2 separate regions of the Pan troglodytes genome follow, and region 2 is linked to region 1. A link is a contact called in public HiChIP or PLAC-seq data. All regions are on one chromosome and are shown on one strand. Each heading gives the region's core, a stretch centred on a gene start, on an enhancer-like site or on the middle of the called end of the contact. The rest is flanking DNA. Distances are from core to core; before and after follow the strand shown. Region 1 holds the start of DNPEP (aspartyl aminopeptidase). Region 2 holds the start of TMEM198 (transmembrane protein 198).

Region 1 (5,602 bases), core at 2,909-5,408:
TAGGGATTACTGCCACCCACGTCCAGCTAATTTTTATATTTTTGTAGAGATGGAGTTTTGCCATGCTGGCCAGGCTGGTCTCGAACTCCTGACCTTAGATGATCCACCTGCCTCTGCCTCCCAAAGTGCTAGGATCACAGGCGTGAGCCACCACGCCTGGCCTGCTCATGCTTTTCCTCTGCCTGGAACACCCTCACCTCCACAGGGCATTTCTTACCACAGTGCAACACTTACCGTCTCCCTCTCACGGCCAGCTCCAGCCTCATTTCCCAAGTTCTTCTCAGAGCCCAGAGTGGTTTGGAGCCCAGACTGGAAACAGACTACCAGAGACCCTGATCCCAGCTCTTCCTCGCAGTGTGACCTTGGACAAATTGCCTTCCTCCTTGTGTCTCCATTTCCTCATCTGTAAATGAGGGTGATAATGCATTTCTCAGAGGGTGCCTATGAGGATTCATTGAGTTCCTTGATGTAAAGTGCTTTGAATAGTTCTGGGGAGATAGTAAGTGCTATTTAAATGTTAAATGAAAATTATCTTTCCCTGCCTTGTATTTCTATGACTTTATTTCCTCCAAGTTAAGACACCATGAATTGTGAGACACTTCATTTATTTAATAACATCATTTCAAGGGAAAAAAGAAACATTACCATGTAATGTACAAATTGTAAGTCATCTTCCAATTTCAGAATGTGTAAATTGTTTAGGAACAATAAGATTTGTGTGGTGTGTGCGTCTTCCTGCTTATAAGAGAGTCCTCATTTCAGCTTTGTGTGCACCTATTGCTTATGGTTGGTGCCCAAGGGCTTGAGTTCAAGTCCTTACTCCCAAATTTTATTTAGCTAAGCAATCTTGGGTACTTTGACTTCTTTAAGCCTTGATTTTTTTTTTCCTAAATAGCCTAAGTAACTCACAATAATTGTAGTTAATATTAAGCAAGTTCATACATACACGCACACATATATATAAGGTGTTTAGCGCCATATTGGATGTTCAACACAAAAGCGCTATCTTTATAGCGATGATTTTGAAACGTTTGTTGAATTGAATCACACATTTCCAAAGACCTGGGACGCCGAGACGATCTGGTATTTCATGGTCCAAGTGCCCTCCAGTGGCCATAAGGTGAAGCTGCAGGCTTCCGATGCACTTCGGGGGAGGCCTTCCTTAGCCAGCCCGGGAAGTAATTCAGTCACGCCCACCCATAGTCAGGCTTATCCAGTTCTCCTGGAATTCTTCACATTAGATTTCCTTTAACAAAGACCTTAAAGGGCTTCTAAAAAGTAGGATAAGAGACTAAAAGGCAGAGCTTTATCCCAGGAAGGCTGCAGCCTGGCCATACGCTCTCCCCAAAGCCTGTGGGCCCAGGGCCCCAGGCAGGCAGGCAGGATGGTGAAATGCCATGCTGAGCATCAGTTCTCCTCTGACCCAGACACTGTGGATCTGTATTGTGAGAGAACTCGCTTGTACACATCCAAAAATCCAGCAGAAAACAGCATTAGCCCATTCTAAGAATCTGCATCCGTGCTTTGACATATTTGTCATTTGTTTACCCATGCACTCCTTTCTTCCATTGTTCCTTCATCCATCAATATTTATTGAATACCAAGCTTGGCAGCCTCACGTCCTAGGTGCTGGGGGTTAAAAAGATCAATTTAACACAGACACAAACACAGCCACCAAGAGTTGTTCATAATGTCCCAGACACCACACGCAGAGTTAATCCTTGTATTCGAGTGTTTACAGCTTCTCTGTGTGGCTGAGGGGGAGGGCACAGGCAGAGAAATGAACATCAGATCCAGGCTGCCTGATTTCCCCCGACGAAACGTGTCCATAATGGGAGCTTTGTCTGGCTAGGTCAGGGAACTGACTTCCTCCTCCTGGGCCACACTGCTGCTCTGAAAAATCCTCCCTGATCTCAAACACTGACCAAACTCCCAGCTGCATCTATATCAGAATCCCTGATCTCTCCTTCCCCACCATTGCCCTTTACCCAGAGCCCAGAGCTGGCAGTCAGGGAGGAGAGATGTGTTTTTAACCCACCTTGCAATGGATGGCCTGGCCAAGGCTGTTACTTACCATGACTTAGCAGCCACATTCAGCTTAATGCCATCTCTGGCTCACTCCCCCTTGCCAAGGACTGAAATGAAGGAGCCTCACTCTAGAGCACTGCCAGGGGTGTGCAGGGGGTGGGTGGTGGGGGGGTGTCTGCAAGTGCCCAGGGTCTATCTTTCTGGAAGATGGCAGGAGGGAGAGGAAGACCTGGTGAGCATCTATTACTGATTGTCCTTGGGACCCTGGTGGCCTCCCGGAACTGCCGCCTCCCTCCTTCCCTTCATGATCAAACTTTTCAAATGTCTTCCCCACACCCATCTTCAGTTTCCCCTTGCAGGTTCCTCATTGTCCCATTTCCTCAGAATTCTTGCAGCTGCAGTCACACAGGCTATTGGTGCCCTGCTGGGTCCTCTACTCCTAGACCAGTGCTGTCTCACAGAAATACAATGGAAGCCATGTATGTCATTTTGAATGTTCTAGTAGCTGCAATTTTAAAATGTAATAAAAACAGGTCGGGCGCAGTGGCTCACGCCTGTAATCCCAGCACTTTGGGAGGCCGAGGCGGGTGGATCACTTGAGGTCAGGAGTTCGAGACCAGCCTGGCCAACATGGAGAAACCTCATCTCTACTAGAAATGCAAAAATTAGCCAAGCGTGGTGGCAGGCACCTATAATCCCAGCTACTCGGGAGGCTGAGGCAGGGGAATTGCTTGAACCCAGGAGGGGAAGATTGCAGTGAGCCAAGATGGTGCCACTGCACTCCAGCCTGGGTGACAGAGCGAGACTTTGTATCAAAAAAAAAAAAGTAATAAAAACAGGTGAAATTAATGTTACTAATATAGCAATGATAGTATATTTAACAATGTATCCAAAATACTATCATTTTAACCTGTAAGCAATATCTTAAAATGGAGATATTTCATACATTTTGTACATAATCCAGTGGCACATTGTTTTATAGGTATAGCATTTCTCAACGTGAGAGGTACTTGAAGGTGTAGCCACATGTCAAGGGCTCAATAGCCCTGCATAGCTGGTGGCTGCTGTACTAACCAGCACAGTTCTAGAGCCTTCATTCTCTACTTGGCATCCACGATTTTGCCGAGTCCAGTAATTATCCCATTCCCATGTGGCCTGTCTCCCTTGGGAGATTCGAAACCCCTCCTCCCCCAGGGGCAGAGTCCTCATTTTACTCATCACTCTGACTCCCAGGGCACCATCAAACTGTGCCCCATACCCAGGAGGCCCTCAAAGCATGTTTGTTGATGGGAGTGAGCGTTGGGGATTGATTTTTGTGGTTCAGTTATGGCTGTAAATGGTGTTTTATAGATTGCTTCTATAGAAGCACCCTGCTGCAATATTAGCAGAAACAAGCAGCAGTGGTTGTCAGCACAGGCAGAGGCCTCGGGGCAGATGGGGCTCCCTGAATCAGGCGGGGGAAATCCTGCTAGATGAGATACCATTGCTCTGGTTTAAGAGCCTGTCATTGCCACAGCGTGCTCCTCCAAGCAACCCCATCTCTGTTAGAGCTCAGAGATAGCCCCTGTCAGAGTGCATGACACAAAGGATGTGTCTCCAGCAACCCGCCACCAGGCTGGCAGCTTCTCAGGGCAGAAATGGGAGTTATTCAGGTGGACAAGAGCCTGGCCCACAACAGATGCACCAGGCATGCATTTCGAATGAATAAATGAATGGATGACCAGAGCCAGTGAAGCCTCTCATTCATGTCTTCATGCCCCAGAAAGTCTTTATCGAGCACTTACTACATCAGACACTGTGCTTGGTACTGGGACACAGCAGGGAACAAGGAAACAGGGAGGGCCGTGTCCTCCTGGAGCTCACATTCTGATGGGAGAGACAGATAATAAAAAAGTAAACACGGATAAGTGAAATAATTAGAGCATTGGCTGGCAGGAAGCAAACAAAGGGGCCAAAATAGAGAATGAGGGAGGAGTTCTTCAGGGAAAGAAGAAAGTCTCTATTCTTAGCCTCCCAGAATACAAGACACCCCTCCCCCAGGTCAGGTGTCAACATTTAGACGTTGGCCACCATACGTCAGCCTGTGGCTTGGGGTGCCTGAGGATGTTACTGCTTCAAATTGCACTGGTGATGTCATAATGGGCTCTAGGGATGTCGGAGAGCCCTGCAAGTTGGGGCCCAAGGCAGGGGAAGGATCCGGCAAAAAAGGCACACGGTTCAGGCCTGTCCACTCAGACCCAGTCTCCAGCCTTGGGAGGAGGTGAGCAGGTCACCATGGCTCGGAGCCTCTCCATCATGTTCGTCCCCAACAGCTGGCTCAACGGCTACCACAAGGTAACCGGGGCCTGTCTAGTTCTGTGGCCAGCCAGTGCAGACACATGTTCCTAGGCACCAGCCTTCCATGAGCCACGCACTGGCTTAGGCATTATGGGGATAAAGAGATGAATGAGATAGGGTCCCCTGCTCTCAGTCTGCTAACAAACCAGACCTCGAGCAAGTGGCTTAACAGAATAATACTCATCATCATCTTGGCTAACTTTGGAGGATTTAATCTTTCCAAACAACCCTGTCTGGTGCCCTATTCTCTCCACGTTGCCCAACAACTGAGTTCAAGGGCAGCCCACCCATCAGCACAAGTGTTTTTTGATAATTTAGATTAGTGTTTCTCAGGGTGATCTAAAGATGGCAAAATTACTTGCAGCACCTGTTAAAAGTGGAGATCCCTGGGCCTCAGCCCAAATCTTCCAAATCAGGAGTTTCAGGTATGGGGCTCATGAATCTGCATTTTAAATAGCACTCCGGGGGATTCGCACCCTAAACACTGCCTTAGAGTTTAAACACCTGCCAGTTTCCAAGCCCCATGCCTGGTGGACCAGGGTGGGTCGGTTTCTGTTTGAGATAGGTGTTGGCCTTTGATATTTTTATTACTGATGAAAAGCCATGATTCATAAGCTGCTGGTGGCCAGCTGTCAGCTTGGAAAGGAGTCAGAGGCCACTGAGAACAGAATTGCCTATCTTTTCAACCCATCTATAAAATGCCTACCTGAGCAGACACTGTTTAAAGGCCATTAAAATAGCAGACACAGAATCACCCAGTCCCTGGAACTTTATAGACATATTTACTCAAACTCAAGTGCTTGCAAAGAGTAAATAAACGGGAAGCAAAATGAGTAAGCTTCCCTAGAAATACGAACTGAAAGTAAACAGCCCTGTTCACTAAAATAAACAAGACAAATCCAGCGAGGATTAAATGACCTCTAGTCAGGTTGAGAGCCAGAAATGCCCCATCTTGGCTCCCAGAGGAAGGCGAGGGCCTGTGCCTGCCACCTGGAGGGGGTGCATCAGAAGCTGCATTCCTTGGGGGCTCAGAGCCGGGCCTGCAAGGGCAGACATTACCCTTGGGTGGTAGGAGTGCACCCCAGACTCCCCTGGCATCCTGCCACAGGGCCTGAAAACCCTCATGTTTAAAGATTAAGAAGTGTGTCCTAAAAGTCTTCTGAAAAAGTCCAGGTTTTCTAGAGACAAATTACCCTAGTTACTTTTTTTTTTTTTTGAGATGGAGTCTTGCTCTGTC
Region 2 (5,587 bases), core at 1,861-4,360, 140 kb before region 1:
GACCAACGTGGTGAAACCCCGTCTCTACTAAAAATACAAAAAATTAGCCGGGCATGGTGGCACGCACCTGTAATCCCAGCTACTCAGGAGGCTGAGGCAGAAGAATCGCTTGAACCCAGGAGGCAGAGGTTGCAGTGCACCAAGATCGCACCATTGCATTCCAGCCTGGGTGACAGAGCGAGACTCTTGTCTCAAAAAAAAAAAAAAAAAAAGAAAGAAAGAAACTTGAGAGGTGAGGGTCACACAGGTTCAGAAAGATGAGTCTTTGGGGGTCACAGGGCTTCAGAGATATGGCACCACTGAAAGGTTACAAAGAGGACAGAGTAACAGCATTACTGGGGAGTTGTCCCAGAAAATGAGGTATTTGTAGGTTAGGGAGATTGACAGAAATAGAATCATCGAGAGTATAAAACGATTTCCAAGAGAGAGGAACACTGAGACCAAAACAAGGAATTACTGGGATCCCAGGATGGGGAGGGGTGATCAGATAATGAGGTTATGGGAATTAGAGAGGAGTAACCAGGGATCAAAACTAGGAGTAATAGAGGGGGTCAGAGGGATGGAAGGTAATGACATAACTGGAGGTGAGGGGAGGTGGAGGTCACTAAGGCTTACATGAGGTCACACAGAATCAAAGAGAAGGAAACAGTGTTTGTGGAGTTTCAGAAATAAGGAGGTTATAGGGCCATTAGGCCCATTAGAGATACTTGAAAGGGTGAGGGAAGTGGAGATTCTGAATAGTTGGAAAGATGGAAATCAGAGATGGGGGTCAAGGAGTCAGGGAGAGCCAAAAAGAAAGATAACAGAGGAGAGTCACTTCCAGGAGTGGGGGGAAGTATGAGAGTCCAGGAGGCTCGTGATCAGAGAGAGGAGTAGGGCGTGGACAAGGGCTCAGAGTCCATGAGCCTGGGCGTAGTGACATCCAAGAGGGGTAGGATGTCAGGAAGCCCAGGAGAGGGAATATGAGGCTGCATTGAGCAACATGCAGAGGGAGTGGGTACAGATATGGAGGGGGTGAGGTGATACAGAATCCTTGGAGGCCCAGAACGTGTCCTGAACCCTTGCGGGGGGCACTTCCTCCTGCCTACTCTTCAGTTGTTCAGCCCAGAGTTTGGGGGAGGAATGGGAGGGACCATATGGCTCCCAACCCTGTCTACCCACCCATTGCAGGGGGAGGCTGCAGAACACAAGTCTTGCACTACCTCTGCCCAACCTGGAACCCCAGCCCCCAAGACTCATTTGCCCCCACTGGTCCCACTCACCTACAATTCTCCTGGAGGCTTTCTGTGGGCCCTCAGCCCATAGAGCTGACTCTCCTCTCTGAAGTTCTGTAACTCTTGCTGCAAAGCCACTGGTCACTTACTCCCATTATACTGGGCCACTAGCCCATCTGGCACCTTTATGCATATTAGAAAAAGGTGTGCCTTTCTCTAGGCAAAGCAGCTTTGTGCCAAGGCCCAGAGTTTGTCAGGTAGAGCATGAGCTGGACTTTAGCCCCCACTTGCCCACTCAGCTGAGCTCCCTTATTTAGTACCCGTCCTGTGTAAGTATTCACAGCAGCTCTGATTACCGGAGCCTGCCTTGTAGGCTGGATGGATGTGTGTGACCACCATCCAGCCCACTCTAATATGTATCCCGGGTGTAAATGCTCCAGGGAGTCTCCTCCCTGTCAGACAGTATGCCCTGTGGTAAGGGACCATGTGTAATAACCCTGCTAAGTGTTTTCAGTGGCTACCTAGCACAGTTACCCAAACACATCCTCACCACAATAGCTACAATTTATTGAATGCTTACTAATTCTCACAACACTACATGAGACAAATATTGTGATCATTGTTCAGATGAGAAAACTGAGGCTCAGACAGATTAATGTGCCCAAGACATCACAATTAGTAACTGCAAAGCTAAGTAAATTCACACTCAGGTGTGCCTAATCCAAAAACCTGTTTTTCCTATAATCTAGAGTCTAGACAATCTATAAATGTGTGGGATGAAAGAAAAGGAAGAATTATTCATGATGGTAGAGGGATTCAGAGAAGACTTGGGGGCCCAGAAAAAGAACTCGGGGAAACACTGGGGAGCCCAGGTGAGGGATGAGATGGGGATCTCACCGAAGAAGCAGTAGACGACTCCAAACAAACAGCACATGATGCAGACGAGGGCCGGCAGTGCCTGGTACCTGCGCTCCAGGGGCTGTTCACAAGGTGCACCCCAGAAGGCATCATCTGGCTCAGGGGGCAGCAGCTGGAACCGCAGTGTTGCCACAGTCCCCGGCATAGTGCTGGGAATAGAAGGGAGTCACCCTCCCAAGTTAACCTGACAGAGGGAAAGTTGGGGTCACGGAGGAGTCCTGGGTCCCCACCAGGATGGGGGTGGGAGAGGGATTGGGAGAACTCAGCAAGGACAGTGGACAAAGGAGTGGTATCCACATTTGTGCAGCTCTGGAAGCATCTCTGGAGTGGGGAGCAAAGACAAAGGGAAACAAAAGTGCCTGGCTAGTGGAGGCTGGGATGAAGTTAAAAGAGGGACGGGAGTCAGGGGGGATGAAGGGAGAGTGCTGCCAGTGAGAAGGAGGCAGCCAAGAGATTCATCTGTGGGCGGCTCAATATGGGATTGTCCAAGATTTACCTGGGCTGGAGGCGACCTGAGCTTCTGAGTGAAAGAGGCTGTGCAGAGGCCCGAGGGGCCGGGGTTGCGGGGCGCCAGAGGCTCCAACTGACTGGGGTCCAGGGAAAGTCCGTCGTGCGAGGAAGGGGGCTGCTGGGCCGGAGAGAATGGTGTCGGCGCGGTGGTGGCGCCGCTCCACGTCCAACACCGGCTGGCACTCCAGTCCCGCGACGTCCAGGAACTCGGGCTGGGCCTGAGGAAGGGGAAGGCGCAGGAGCCGGGGCTCGGGCCGCCCCAGAACCGCGGCCCCATGCCCTGAGCCCGCCCGCGGCCTTTGGTGCTGATGGACAGCTCCGGCCTCTGCTCCTGACGTCACTCGGCGCACCATCCAGGCAGGGGCGGGCTGCTTCTGACGTCACCTGGGACGCACCAACCACGCCGCGGGAGGCAGGGGACTCCGCCCCCGGCGTCTCCCTCTCCCGCACTGAGGAGGGGGCACTTCCGGGGGTCCTTCCCCTTTAACCTCCCACTTCTCCTCCCTCTCCGGTAGCGAGAGCCCGAGACCCCACCCCGGGGGCGGGGCCCTTGCAGTGACACGTCGGACAGCTGCGGCCGCGGCTGAGGCTCCAGTGCCGAGCGCAAGAACCCTGCGCAGCCCAGAGCAGCTGCTGGAGGGGAATCGAGGCGCGGCTCCGGGGATTCGGCTCGGGCCGCTGGCTCTGCTCTGCGGGGAGGGAGCGGGCCCGCCCGCGGGGCCCGAGCCCTCCGGATCCGCCCCCTCCCCGGTCCCGCCCCCTCGGAGCCTCCTCTGGCTGCTCTGGGGCTTCGCCGGGGCCCGGGACCCGCGGTCCGGGCGCCATGCGGGCATCGCTGCTGCTGTCGGTGCTGCGGCCCGCAGGGCCCGTGGCCGTGGGCATCTCCCTGGGCTTCACCTTGAGCCTGCTCAGCGTCACCTGGGTGGAGGAGCCGTGTGGCCCAGGCCCGCCCCAAACTGGAGACTCTGAGCTGCCGCCGCGCGGCAACACCAACGCGGCGCGCCGGCCCAACTCGGTGCAGCCCGGAGCGGAGCGCGAGAAGCCCGGGGCCGGCGAAGGCGCCGGGGAGAATTGGGAGCCGCGCGTCTTGCCCTACCACCCCGCACAGCCCGGCCAGGCCGCCAAAAAGGCCGTCAGGTAGTGATCGGCTGCGCCCGCTCTACCCCCTGGGCAGCGGCCGGGAAGCGCGCGGGGAAGTCGCCCGGGCCCGGGTCGGGCTCCGGAAGGAAGGGGCTGGCGAGCCAGGAAGTCTTTGGGCCCCGATAACTTCCGATGGCCCTGCCTTCCCGAGAGCCGTGGGGCCAGTCCGAGACTTTCTCTGGGCCCTATCCCGGCCTGGGCTGAACTTACTAATCTCTGTCCTAAACTGGCTCGACCCGATGGCACCCCAGAGATCCTACTAGCTCCCTGGCTGGGCTGCTGGTGTTAGAGAAATGATTTGTATATAGGGTGAGTGTATAGAGACAGGGAAAGAGAAAGGAGAGAACTAGGATTTACCTGGATCTCTTGTTCCTGAGTGGGTTACAAGGGCCACCTCAGGGTGAGATGGGGGAGGGAGGAATGTACCTATCTCATTAATGTCTCTGCTGATGAGTTGAAATAACTTCTAAGTAACATTGGGTTCAAATGCTGGTTCTGCAATTTACCTTCTGCCTTACCAAAAGGTAAGTTCCTAGAGCCCCTGAGTGCAGTTTGCCCCTCCCCGCAAAAACACTCAGTACACCCCTATGCCAAACGTTTCTTTATATCATTTATGTGAGGCATTTGTGGCATAATGGCATATTTATATAGAAATGAGTAGATACATGGTGTGTCCAGCGTTTGGCTGGGTGCTTTAAACAGATATAATCAGTCCCATTTTACAGATGGCTCAGGTTAAATAACATGCTCAAGGACATAACTACTAAGTAGCGAACCCCGGAGTCAGACCCACAATATCTCTCTCCTATCTGGGTGGGTATTGCCATCTCCCAAATGCAAAGCACTACCTGTTTAAGACCATTTCGTTTAAATCCTCATGACCCCTGGGAGAGAGGGTTTATTTTTAACCTATTCATAGGTGAGAAAACAGATACAGAGAAGATGTGACCTGCCAGGGTCTGTGCTGACCACTCCCCCCACCCCCCGCCCCGTTGTCTTTTTGATAAGCTTGTGCCATCTCCTCCCCTAGGACCCGCTACATCAGCACGGAGCTGGGCATCAGGCAGAGGCTGCTGGTGGCGGTGCTGACCTCTCAGGCCACGCTGCCCACGCTGGGCGTGGCCGTGAATCGCACGCTGGGGCACCGGCTGGAGCGTGTGGTGTTCCTGACGGGCGCACGGGGCCGCCGGGCCCCACCTGGCATGGCAGTGGTGACGCTGGGCGAGGAGCGACCCATCGGACACCTGCACCTGGCGCTGCGCCACCTGCTGGAGCAGCACGGCGACGACTTTGACTGGTTCTTCCTGGTGCCTGACACCACCTACACCGAGGCGCACGGCCTGGCACGCCTAACTGGCCACCTCAGCCTGGCCTCCGCCGCCCACCTGTACCTGGGCCGGCCCCAGGACTTCATCGGCGGAGAGCCCACCCCCGGCCGCTACTGCCACGGAGGCTTTGGGGTGCTGCTGTCGCGCATGCTGCTGCAGCAACTGCGCCCCCACCTGGAAGGCTGCCGCAACGACATCGTCAGTGCGCGCCCTGACGAGTGGCTGGGTCGCTGCATTCTCGATGCCACCGGGGTGGGCTGCACTGGTGACCACGAGGTGGGACGATAAGCTATCCCACTGATACCTCCTTGTCATGTTCAAATCCCTCTGAGAGGCAAAGGGATGTTGGAGATACAGGCCTGCTTTTCCATGCCAATTCGGACATTTATTTTCTATCTCTGTGACCCCCAGTAAATTACTAAATATCCTGGGCTTCAGTATCTTCCTTTGTGCCAATGGAAATAATTATTGCTCGGG

The links. HiChIP or PLAC-seq counts read pairs in DNA pulled down with a chosen protein or histone mark.
Region 2: a contact with region 1 is called in an H3K4me3 HiChIP or PLAC-seq map of stem cell-derived excitatory neurons, with 5 times the contacts expected there. The contact joins the promoter of TMEM198 here to the promoter of DNPEP in region 1. A contact is called at or near these places in 4 of 7 Hi-C or Micro-C datasets (blood, induced pluripotent stem cells and stem cell-derived neural progenitor cells), 1 of 1 datasets of contacts at active chromatin or transcription factors (stem cell-derived excitatory neurons) and 1 of 1 other capture datasets (stem cell-derived neural stem cells).

Annotation. Positions count from the first base shown.
Region 1 is chr13:121,659,943-121,665,544 of NHGRI_mPanTro3-v2.0_pri, reverse strand. It overlaps DNPEP (aspartyl aminopeptidase), which reads left to right and starts at 4,158. Exons shown (of 15, transcript XM_016950565.3): 1 at 4,158-4,362. The coding sequence starts at 4,180.
Region 2 is chr13:121,803,061-121,808,647 of NHGRI_mPanTro3-v2.0_pri, reverse strand. TMEM198 (transmembrane protein 198) reads right to left here and starts at 3,110. Exons shown (of 5, transcript XM_009444387.4): 1 at 2,629-3,110; 2 at 2,112-2,281. The coding sequence starts at 2,277. It overlaps CHPF (chondroitin polymerizing factor), which reads left to right and starts at 3,030. Exons shown (of 4, transcript XM_003309469.6): 1 at 3,030-3,779; 2 at 4,813-5,386. The coding sequence starts at 3,466.